Regions from separate parts of the Zea mays genome. Here regions 1 and 3 are each linked to region 2. The links are chromatin contacts, called in public Hi-C maps. All regions are on one chromosome and are shown on one strand. The core of a region is the stretch at or near the end of the contact, and the rest is flanking DNA. Distances in the headings are between cores, read along the strand shown. Region 1 has its middle 72 kb from the start of LOC541683. Region 2 has its middle 33 kb from the start of LOC100191670. Region 3 has its middle 46 kb from the start of LOC100191305.

The links. A called contact is a pair of places that touch in the nucleus more often than the background predicts.
Region 1: a Hi-C map of ear shows a contact between it and region 2, with 2.4 times the contacts expected there. The contact joins two enhancer-like sites. A contact is called at or near these places in 3 of 25 Hi-C or Micro-C datasets (ear, endosperm and tassel).
Region 3: a contact with region 2 is called in a Hi-C map of ear, with 3 times the contacts expected there. The contact joins two enhancer-like sites. A contact is called at or near these places in 12 of 25 Hi-C or Micro-C datasets (bundle sheath, ear, endosperm and 6 more) and 1 of 3 datasets of contacts at active chromatin or transcription factors (leaf).

What each region holds. Positions count from the first base shown.
Region 1 is chr3:169,797,864-169,801,859 of Zm-B73-REFERENCE-NAM-5.0, reverse strand. No RefSeq gene overlaps it. Among protein-coding and RNA genes, the nearest start is that of LOC541683, 72 kb to the left of the region's middle. Within about 2 kb of position 1,534, at least 14 of the 20 cell types and tissues checked have an H3K27ac peak or open chromatin away from gene starts, as enhancers often do. A contact at or near this core is called in ear and tassel, where this site is marked.
Region 2 is chr3:170,091,319-170,095,097 of Zm-B73-REFERENCE-NAM-5.0, reverse strand. No RefSeq gene overlaps it. Among protein-coding and RNA genes, the nearest start is that of LOC100191670, 33 kb to the left of the region's middle. Within about 2 kb of position 1,852, at least 19 of the 20 cell types and tissues checked have an H3K27ac peak or open chromatin away from gene starts, as enhancers often do. A contact at or near this core is called in ear, endosperm, seedling and 1 more, where this site is marked.
Region 3 is chr3:169,707,722-169,711,475 of Zm-B73-REFERENCE-NAM-5.0, reverse strand. No RefSeq gene overlaps it. Among protein-coding and RNA genes, the nearest start is that of LOC100191305, 46 kb to the right of the region's middle. Within about 2 kb of position 2,430, at least 11 of the 20 cell types and tissues checked have an H3K27ac peak or open chromatin away from gene starts, as enhancers often do. A contact at or near this core is called in ear, endosperm, seedling and 1 more, where this site is marked.

The DNA.
Region 1 (3,996 bases), core at 285-2,784, 290 kb after region 2:
TGTGGATATCATTATCATTTTCATGGTTGTCAATCTTGCTCAACCTTATATTAAACTATCTCATTCATAACACTAGAGCAAAAATTGGTCTACTAGTTATTTCTATTACCAAAACCATACTTAGAGATTTCATATGGCCTCTCGTAATTCTAGTTGTCGTAGTTTCAAGAATCCAGCGAACTAGCCAAACGATTCTTAATCATGAGAGAAACATTTTTTCTAGAAATCTGAATGTGAAACACGTCTCATAATATAGTTTTTCCTAATATCTCTTTCGATTTAGTTTCTTGTGCTCTAGAACTTTTTTACTCATCGTTCCGAGTTCTCATGTCAAAGCTAAAATCACAAATAATATGGGAAGCCAGAAGTATATAGAAAATATACTGTTATGCTTTTATGTAACATGTATCGTTAAATAACTCGATAGAATATATTTTCATAATAAATATAATACAAGTATTAATAATATGTTTTCTATAGTTTTAAGTAAAAAATAGCATGCTCCCTCTGTCTAAAATTAAATGTACATCTCGTACTTTGAGAGATCAATCAATCTTAAATTTAACTAAATTTATAAGAAACAATATTATTGTTTATAATTTTTTTAAATTGAGTTACTACAAGAATTATTTATATAATTATATGTGTTAGCTTTTTCAAGCATGTGAAATGTGTATTTATTTTGAGATGAAGAGATTATAATTATTGGGGGAGGCAGGTGATGCAATGCAAAGTACAATGCGCATAACCTTTCCAATGTGCATAGACAAGAGAAAGGGTGATCGAGAGAAAGGAGGATCCAATCAAGAGAGGTGCAGCTACCAGCTGCTGCAAGAAATGACGAACACCTATGGAGAATCGATAGAAAGGATGAACAGGAGGTAGCGGACGGAACGAGCGAGGCAAGGCTTCGCCGGGACACGACGGTCAAACGCAGTGTCAACGGTAGAGTCTCCGACCACAAGCAGCCACCAGAAGATCCCATCCGTGTCTCCCAACTTGTTTCTCGTAGTTCTCCCCTCTAGCTCGTCTCGATCGCCCAGCTGTGCTGATACTACAAGTAGAAGCAAAGCAAACGCGCATGCATGCATGCGATCACGCAGCACGTGGACTCTGACAGGCGGGAGCCGCGTGAAGGAGGGCCCGCGCATCAGGACGGCCGCACTGCTGCACTGTCGTCTACCTCCCGTCTCCCGACGTGTGTTCCAACGGTGGAGAGGCAGTGTCTGTGCTTGTAGAGAGAGAGGATCGAGCTTGGCTGGCATGGAGGAGAGCGAGGGTGCAGGCTATTACCCGGTTAGAAGGGAGCTCCGGCCATGCAAAAGGGTGATGCGTGTGCGGGACGAGGCGACTGTGAGCGGCATGCAGGAAATAATTAAAAATACTCCAGAGGTCAATAAAAGAGGAGAGAGGTGATTGCGAACACGAATTACGAAGCGGAGGTGGGAGAGAGAAGGCAGGAGCATCAGAGCATGGCGGGAGGAGAGAAGAGGTGGCAACAGCAGTGCGAGCCACGTAGGACAGCAGCCACCAATGACATGGCGGTCCGCGCCGTTGACTGCCTCCGTACGACCTGCAGGAAGCCCCTCGGTGATGGCCACCTAGAAAGAGGGCTGCCTCACTGGACGCACACCTGTCAGAACTGAGAAGTGGCCCCATGCACCCACTACCTCTGATCAGGGCACCGGGTCAGTGGGTCCTTGTTTGATTGACCGTTTTAGTTTATATTTATAAAGAGTGATAGAAGAATGTGCCCACTGTTTTTATAATGTTTGATAATAGTTACGTCACTTACGTGTAAGCGTCAGAGTAATTTTTTTGGCGGTGTGATCTAAAAATCGAGAGCACGGTGTCATCTCCGCCTCATCCTACTTTGACCTCAAACGAAAAACATCTTTAGTGTGGTGGTGTGCCATATTTACCGGCTGCAAATAAAGTCGATTAGTTTTCAACTGCACTGCGAATAGGGCTGGAAAAAAGTCAGGGCTCGCGTGCTGAATCGAGCTTGATAGGATCGGAGCCTGATCGAGCCCGAGCCGAGCCTATTTTTGTGGCTCGCTCAAACAACAAGCTGAGTCGAAATGAGTCTGAGTCGGCCTATTGATACGGTGTTATGTTTTACAGAAACATTATTGGGTAAAGAAGAGTAATCAAGGGCACAACTTGCCTTCAACGAGCTCCTACTCAGTATTTTTCACCTGCTATGCTTCGGGCTCCTCGGTCACTTGCCCGTCTACTCGCAACAATATAAACAAGCAATGTGCATAGGAGAAATTAAGATCACATAAAACATGAGAACAACTGCGTAATAATGTTCTACGTGTTTCTACGAGATCGTAGGTTCGAGAACGACTAAAATCGAAGTTACAATGACAGAGTTATAGATTAAAACACTATTTTCAAGCGCAATAAATCTAATAGATATAGGTCATACAATATCTAAATATAAAGATATGTGATAAGGTATAAATTATGTTGTTACTGTGTAGCCAATATTCTTATAAAGCTAACGCAATTGGAACGGAAGCAAACAGAGTTAAAACACCCAAGTTATGAATTAACTAAGTTTTAAAGTTGTGTTTGTACTCGCAAATCAATTTTAGAACAAATTATATGATTATTTATTAATTCCTAGACCACAGGTACGATTGTCTAAGAGCACAGGGTTAGTCTTACAAAAACTTGGGCCCGCTGGCAAGCTTCTTAGGCTTTAGGTGGACTGCGGGTTGATTTCTAAAATAGGCAGAGACTCTTTAGTAAATTGTACTAGACAAAGCGGTATGGGAAATTTCTAGCCGTCGGATCATCAGCCAGAGGTCAGGATTAAACTTGCCCTCTCCCGAATCGGTACGCAATATAGGCCCTACGATCACAGATCGACATCCATGATTCGTAATACCGGAATTTAATCTTACACGTACACTCGTCGATCAATGACCGAAATAGCCCCGGACTGAACCGGTACCCTCTTCTAATCCGAGCCATTTAATCAATATCGGACGATAACTGTACGTCTTCCTCGCTTGGTCACCCAAAGCGGCGACGCCCAATGGCCCCCTAGCGGCGATCACGCCGGCGGCAACCGACCTGGGCATCAAAGTTGCACTAGAGGGACTATCGGCTCTATGCCCTGCCCTCACATGTCCAACTTCATTCATGACCACACACGACACCGAATAGCGTACCCACACCCGACCACGACAAGTAATTGCGCCGCTGCACAACCCAACTCCGGTGAGAAATCTTGAGTGCCCTACGCCCCAACCCGAGCCAAAACTCGACAATAATGGTGGTGGGAACGAGATGCTCGCGATGCGGGAATTCTTACCGACACTGAAGTGGTGAGGCCGCTGGTCCACGGCACGACGCGGTCGGTCGAGCTCGCCTTACTCCGATGAAGGATTCTTGGTCTCCTCGGTACTCCCCTCAAGCCCCAACGACCGTGATCAACTTCGAGTACCCCTGAGATGCTCCCTAGCTATGCGCTCAATGTCGCGCAACGACAAGTCGTCGGTCGGTTTACGACGACGAGCACCGGTTCTCTGCCTCCACTCTCGCTCATGATGATAACAGGGTTTATGTGACGCTTAGCGATTAAGATGGATGGTTGGGCGAGAGGAGCCCGGGTTATAGGTCCATGCACGGGGAAAGGGGAGGGTGTTGTTACGCCTGTTGGAACTTGCTCTCCTGGGCAAATTGATCCAACGGGAAAGTGGAAAGAGTGTTTGCAAATTTTGACGTGGGATGGCAATAGCTCAATTAATCTGGCCTCTCAAGGGCACTGTACGGGGGTATTTATAGGCACTCGAGTGACTACCCGTCCCTTGTCAAAGACGTTTATGCCCTCGAGTACCCGGTCTATCCCCATAATATTCTCATGAGAGAAGGTTACAGACTGTCATTACAGAAAAGGCTATTACAGGCGCGGCCCGTAATACGCTTATCCGCGCGGGGCCCGTTGCAGTGGGCCGAATCCCACCTGGGCCTCACGATGCA
Region 2 (3,779 bases), core at 603-3,102:
TTGACTGGATAAATCAAGGCTAAGCATACTTATAAGTACACGCTGAAACCATGTAACAACATAAATGCAACAATACAATGTTTATATGTTACAATTTTTTTGGTTTGGATTCTACAAATCTGATCAATTAATTAAAATTTTTAGAATAAAGAATAGGGTGTTACATCGTATGTCCTTTACCACTTCCAGTACATTAGCATAAACCCTCTTGACTTTCACCATTTTATCGATTAACACTGTGTTCCACACTTACACACCAACTGAACCAAGAGACACACTACACAACATCACCTCACGACATGGTTAATCTCCAAACTCAACTAGAGCTCGATCATCTTGTGACAATCTCCATCACCAATTGACACATATGGGCATATATCAACCATGCGTTCGTACATAAGTTAATTATTAAGTATATTTTTAAAATAAATTTATTTGAAGCTATAAATATTTGTACTATTTTATACAATATCGTCAAACCTAATAAATTTTAATTGTCACGAATATCATAGTATGGAGCACAAGAAAGAAAGTTTATTTCTCTCGCTCGAGTGGGCTAGAAGAGCTCCTCGCATGAGCCTTTGGCGCGTCCGCTCCATTTTGAGAGACCCTGGTGGAGCCACCGCGAGAATTGCATCAGATAGGTCTAGATATTGAGTAGCCGAGTAAGATAAAAAATGCAACATAGGAATTGCATCAAAGTTTTCGAGAAAAAAAATCAACGATAACAATATTTATGAATGGAGGTAGTAATCTACATGGAATAATAGCATCTGGACATGAGTTAGAGCATCTTTAGTAGGTTAGCTATTTTATATATCCGCCTATATAGATGACCTCACATTATTGTTAATGGAGATTTTTTAATTTTTTTCATAACATTATATAAAACCTGTGTAGTCTGAGTCTAGTTTAACTAGTTAAATTTCTTACGATGAAATTTATTTAAGGCAACGTATCCTGTGTAAAAGGTTCTCGTGTGTAAACATGCTAAAACGCCTTAACAACCTTTGGATCCAGAATCAAAGGCTAATTTTAATCCCACCTAACCGCCACCGCACCAGATTACCAGGAGGGGGTTCTTTAGAAAAAAACACAAGATTATCAGGTGGGATTAAGATTAGCCTTTGATTCTGGATCCAAAGGTTGTTAAGACGTTTTAGCATGTTTACACACGAGAACCTTTTACACAGGATACGTTGCCTTTATTTAATTAGGTTATGTGAGACTTAGAACCTGTATGGATAGATTCTACCACGGGCCACGGATGGGCTCCTTTCCTGCCCTCGGTTGAATGGAACCTCCTTTCGCATCTGCACAATCGGGCCGGAACAGCAAGAAAGCGGCGGCGTCTACGTCGGCCGCGCTCACTTCCTTCTGATGGACCGGGCTGGATCTCCTGCAGATATTTTATGCATGGCCCGTCTTGCATTGCACCGTAGAAGTCACGGCCCGATAACGGCAACAGGGTTTAGGATGTGTTTGATTTGGCTTTTGACCCCTAAAAACCAAAATTCAAACTAAATGGCTGAATCTGGAAAACAGTTTTTTCTAAAAGCCGACTTTCTTATAGTGCAAAACTGAAACCACCTCTAAACCTACTTTTTGCAGCTTTTAGGTGGAACTGTGAAAATATATATGGAAGAATTTTTAGCGACTTTTAGTGGTTTCCACTAAACGATTTTTAGTTTTTTAGCAGTTCACAGCTTACAGTAACTTTTTTCACAGCTCATAGCCACAGCAACTTTTTTCACAGTGACAGTCCAACTACAAACCTAACATGCTGTGCGGTGCCGGTGTGCTAGCCCTAGCCGCATGGCGGCATGGGCAAGGGAGCAGAGGCGGCAGGAAGCCACGAACGCGAGCATGGATCGGTCCGCGTTCCGAGTTGGGCAGGTCGCGTCGCGTCGCGTCCAATCCCCAACTGTTTGTTTGGTACGCCGTGCTCGTGCACCCGCCCGCCCGCCCGCCAAACCCCGTGTGCGTGCGTGTGTGGCTGTGTGCCCTGCCCACTGCTCACCACCACGCTGGCTATGCATAGTAGCACTGCGCAATCTCCTGTTTATAGAAGGGGAAAAAAATCCAAGGATATTCTTGCCATCAATCTCGAGCCACCATGGCACAGTAGTGAGCACTGTGGGAACCCGTGGCCGTGCCGGTGCGTCATCCTGCTGCACGTAGGGAGGAGGAGGAGCCTACAGTGCGGTCGGCATACCAGCAGACGTGACTACTGACTAGACGGATTCGTGTGCCGCCGCTGTTTGTTACTTACTACTTTTTTTTTTATCATGGGTGTTCACGATATGTTTGTTATTCGTGTGCCGCCGCTGTTTTGTAGATGTATAGTTTTTTTTTACTCACTGTTTGTGGCTCCATCATGTTTGCATTGGCCACAGAGGGCTGGTTGGGCTGGGCCGAACGAATTGAAGCACTTGGGTAGTTGGGTAAGGGTGTCCGCGCGCCCTGTGCAGTATTCTCTGACACTTTTGGTGCAGGAGACGCGACCGCTGACAACATATATAAAGCCAGGGCAGGAGCTCAAAAACGACTCGAAAGCTGGCAGAACTATCGACCGCGAGCTCTCCAAGTTGCCCACCGGTCAAGAGCCCGGCCGGGGCGTGGCAAGACGAGAAGGATTTGGATTTCGATCCATTCGAAGCACGCACACATGGTGTGTGGCCTGGCCTGGGCCTGCTGCCCGCCTACCCTAGCAAAACCCTGGCTGAGATAGCATAGCACTCCAGGTCTCCCGCCAGTGATTAGCAAGCGCAAATCGGCTCTCTTTTCTTCACCGTAGCATAGGGGTTATTTGGTTCTCAGTAGAGAGCTGCTCCAATCTGCTGCTGCTGCACCGGTACTTACTGCGAGCCATGTATTGCTACAGGCGAGAGAGTAGTAGTAGTGTCACCCTTGCCGGCCTAGCTAGCGGCACCGGCAGGGCTGCCTGTGCGCGCTACGTATATAGGGTAGTAGTACTAGTACCAGTACGCGATGAACAGACTACGGCGCAGCGTGCAGCGCAGGGCCTTTTTGTCCCCGTGCACATAAATGAAGCCTGGACTTGGCTCTGCCCGCACGATCCATCAATCCATCCCCACCGTCCGGACGGAGCAACTGGCTGGAGCAACGGTGCGCCGCATGAGACGACGAGGGGGAGGAGGCCATTGAGAACTGGGCTTTTTTATCGCCTCCAGGCTCCACCCCCGCAATACTATACGTCTATACCACTGCGCCGCGGCGGGCAGATCGTCGACCAGCGTTGTCTGCTGCCGCTGCACGCTGTGGTGTGTAGTGTAGTAGGCGTGTAGCTGCTGCTGCTGCTGCCGCGCGGCGCTCAGGCCTCAGGGGATGGCAGCATTAGCGTAGCGTAGCAGTAATAGTAACTGTAATGCGCTTCTTTTACTGTACGCCGACTCTGTTTTGCCGGCCGCCGCCCGCCAGCACAGTAACATCACCACGTCCATCAGACCGTCTGTGTATGTGTGTGTGCGAGAGAGAGAGAGACACACACAGCTAGCGTCGTTGTTGCGCTCAGTAGCTGAGCCTGAGCGGACGCTGCTGCCAGGGCGTACTTCTACTGTTCTATACAGACGAATACCAACACAGTGCCCCCTCACCCCTTTACCACTATTTTCCCGAGCCATATATAGCTAGGAATAGGAGCCAGAAGAACGTGTCAGTTCTCCCCCAGGTTATTTGCGCTTTCTTTCTCACGCGGTACGTGTAACAAAAAAAAATCGCAGGGTGTACTGTAGAACTGGGCTAGGCCCATCTGGTAT
Region 3 (3,754 bases), core at 1,181-3,680, 380 kb after region 2:
GGACGCAGCGGCCAAGTGGTATTTGTTCTCCTTGCCGCCAGAGGGTTCTTCCTCGTTGCTCTCAGGGGGACTCAGATCTGAGTCCGTGCGAGTGCGTCAAAGATGAGGTCCCCGCCACCAGCGACCACCCCTATGATCTCCAAGTCATCGGAGGTGGGGAGATGGCCGAGGGCCATTAGGGCGGTGATCATAGCCGTGGCATTGCACAGCTGAGGTGGGAAGGCGTCGGGGCCGCTGCTAGAGCCACCGTAGTAGGACGTCGCTTCTGCGTCATATAACGCGGAAAACTCTGCCTAGGACGTGAAGAAAGTCGCCAGGTCGTCATATGAAGGATTTTGTCCCATATGGATCACGATATGTCGTCTTATTTCTCTAACCTCGAAGGGTGAGGCCAACCTACGCCTCTCATGCTGCGTGCGGGGCGAGGCTGAGGGCACCCAGGGCCTCCGAGACCACGTCGGGGCTCTCGGGCGAAGGAGGCCAGGTGGGCACTGCTTTAACCATATCACTCTCCTGGTTGATGATGAAATCGAGGTTCCTGAGTCGGATGGTTACACTGGGGTGTAGTCGTTGCGAGGGCCACCGTCGGCCGTCGCAGTCGTGCTGAGGTTCCTCGACGGAGGAGGTCGGGCTTCTAGGGCCCTGGCCGTTTTGCCTTCGCAGTTGAAGGAGAAGTCGAGGCTCCCAAAATGGATCGTTGTTTGGGGAAGATGATTGGCTTCACGGTTGGCCATCTGGAGCTTGAAAAGCTTCGTCGGGAACGAGCAAGTCCCCTACTTGGTGTGCCAGCTGTCGGTGTTTCGAACCTCGCACCGACAAGTAAATTTATTGTGTGTGTTCTTGACTCCGGAAGGTGGGCGCAAGATTTATACCCGTTCGGGCAAAACATCACTAAATCCAGTCATCGGCAGCTTGCGCTACCGACACCATTGATGATCAAAGCTCGTAGTATGAGTTACAAGCAGGCAAGATAGCGAGGAGAGGCTCTCAAGTGTATTATTCTTGGTGGAGGTGGTTACAAAGTGGAGTCCTAGCTAAGTCTTAGCTTGGCGGTGGGGCTCTGGCCTCTAGGTCCTCCTCCTGTTCGTTAGTCCTTATGGGTGTCGTCTCATCTGGGATCTTTGCGTGCGTCCTCTGTCCCAGAGAACTCTCTCATGTCCGACGGCCGACCTCCTCCCTTTATAGGCTAAGGAGGGGGTCAGCCAGCGGTGGCTTCCTTAGGAAGGAGCCACCTAGTAATGGACAAAACAAAGCGTCCTACCACAGGGTAAAGTCACGCGTGCTTGCGGTCACATGGTTGTCTCGTATTCTTTATTGTGGACGGTGCGGGCATCGTGGGACCCGAGCATCATCATTAGGGTTATGTCGACCCCTGGCCGTCATAGCCTGGGGCTCAGTGCGTTTCGTCATGTTGCGTCCAGCTAGCGCCCTGCGCACTCAGGCCTACTCCCGATAGGATATGAGTGTGCCGCTAGCAGGGGATGCACGAGCCATAAATGTGTTGCAGTCCAAGGGCTCGTAGGTCATGAGTGCTCTAGGCCTGAGGGGTTCATAGGTCATGAGTGGGAGGCAGACCAGAGCCTCCACTGTGGCTCGGCGCTAGACACAGTAAATGCGGCCGAACATTTATGATGGGTCAGTCTTGGGCCTAGAGTGGTTTGACTTTGGCTCGTTCGGCCCCGTGTCCGGTTCCACCACGCCCGACCCCAGGCTCGATGTCGCGGGGTTCGTCCGTGTGCTCGCTGACCGGTATGCCCAGATATCGTCCATATCCCAACATATAGGTTGTGTTTCAATTAAAATCATTTACATCTAACCAACTTTTTAGTCATATATTTACATTTATGCTTTCAATCAATTTATTATAAAAATAATTTACAATCAATCTAATAAAATTTGTGTGCTGATTGCATTCTTTTTTTTTGAATCACTATATAACACATCACATAAAATAATGTGATATCTTAAATTTATGGTTCCATCCTTCTTTCGGAGTATCGGAGAAAGTATGATACCTTATGTTGCATGCCTCACTATAACACATCACATAAAATGTCGAGGCGTCTTTTTTCACTCGCTTCACTGGAAGTAAAGTGGAGACATCAATGATATAGTGCGGTTATATAAAGTTCCGTCTCTGAACATTGATTTTTGTTTTCCGGGCGAAAGAAAGAAGGAACCTGCTGTCTGCGGCTGCGCTGCGCATCGGCTGTCGGTAATTCCCAAAGCAAAACAGTCATCCGGATTATGCGTAATCATTTGGGCCGTTCTGGGAGCAGAAAAGATCCGGTCCATTAATTGATTATGATATCTTTTGGCCAGGCGCTAGCGGTTGCTTTTCCGCAGACAGGTTGAGAAGACTAGGCGAGGTCGATGACACAACTGAAGTGGGTACCGGTGGGCCAGACCGAAGTGGCCCCCCGTCCCTCGCAGCATGGCAGGGGGCACCGCGCAGGACGGCAGGAGGAGCAGCAGCAAGCGAGCTGCTGGTGCTGGGTGGCATCGGCACTGCGCCCAGTGCGTGCGCGCGCTCACGCTTGTGATGGATGCAGATGCAGATGCAGCTGTGCGCGCATCATGCATGCAAGCAGCTGCAGGCGAGCGGCATTCGCACAGCCACAGTTGTGCATGCCAACAAAAAAAATTGGACGAGTGGCCAGGCCAGGCGGCCAGGCCAGATGACCTGCTGATGAGCCCGGGGGCTGCATGCGATGCGTATCGTTTTTTGCACTGTGGCCTGCCGGCGGCTGCTCCGTCCGAAGTGGCCGGCAAACAGTAGCTATATCGGGCAAAGTCTTGCCGCGCCATTTCTGGCGGCGCTATCGTTTTCGGGTTGGACGACGACGCGGACCCGCCGTGTGTCCAAAGTGACAATGGAGTGAGTGAGTGAGTCGCCGCCAGAGAGCTCGATCGCGCGCTCGACCTCGTCTCGGCCGCTCCGATCCGAGATCCACCGCCTGCGCACGGTGACATGCATGCCACGCCATGGAGAGCTGGACACTTGGGAAGGGGCAGGCAGGTGCTGAGCTAGGTGATCAGAGCGTGTGTTTTACCGCTCTGTTAAGCGCGCTGTAGCTAAAGCTAGTACGTTGAGAAAGCTGCAACCACGCCACGACATGGGCGGAGAGGAAGCTATCTACTGGGCTGTCGGCTCGGCTGTGTGGACTGTCAAGTTTTATTTGCTCGATCCGCACCGGTAGTTTTTGTAGTCTTGCGTTCAGCACATTGGCGCTATGTGCTGAGCTAGGTGAACAAAGCATATGCACATGTACTGTAGGTTAGCGAGTGAACAACTAGGCAGGGTTGTTAGATAGTTCACATTGATGCAACCACGCCTTTGGATTATATTTACTCTGTCTCTTTTTCTAATTCTTAGTATGATCGTAGCATGCAGAGGTGCCATTTTCCTTTAATTTTTTGTATACGATACGGAGTATATAAGGCAGCACATCGTGTAGATTGAGGCGTCATTTGTTTTGTGGCTTTGAACTGCATGGAAATTCGAATGGAATGTAGCTAGCTAGCTTTGCGTCACTGGATGGGCAGGAGCCCTGGAAGTCTGGAACATAGCCTACTAGCATCAATAGTGGCCGGAACTGTAGCGGCTAGCTAGGCGTGGACGCGCACGGCGGCGGCAGCCATGCAGCCATGCAGGGAGGGGGTGAGATGGCAATGGCATGCAGAGATGGGGGTGCATGCGGCATGGCGGTCGCGTGAGCGGCACGCGGCTACGGTGGCTTGGGCGCCGCCAGAG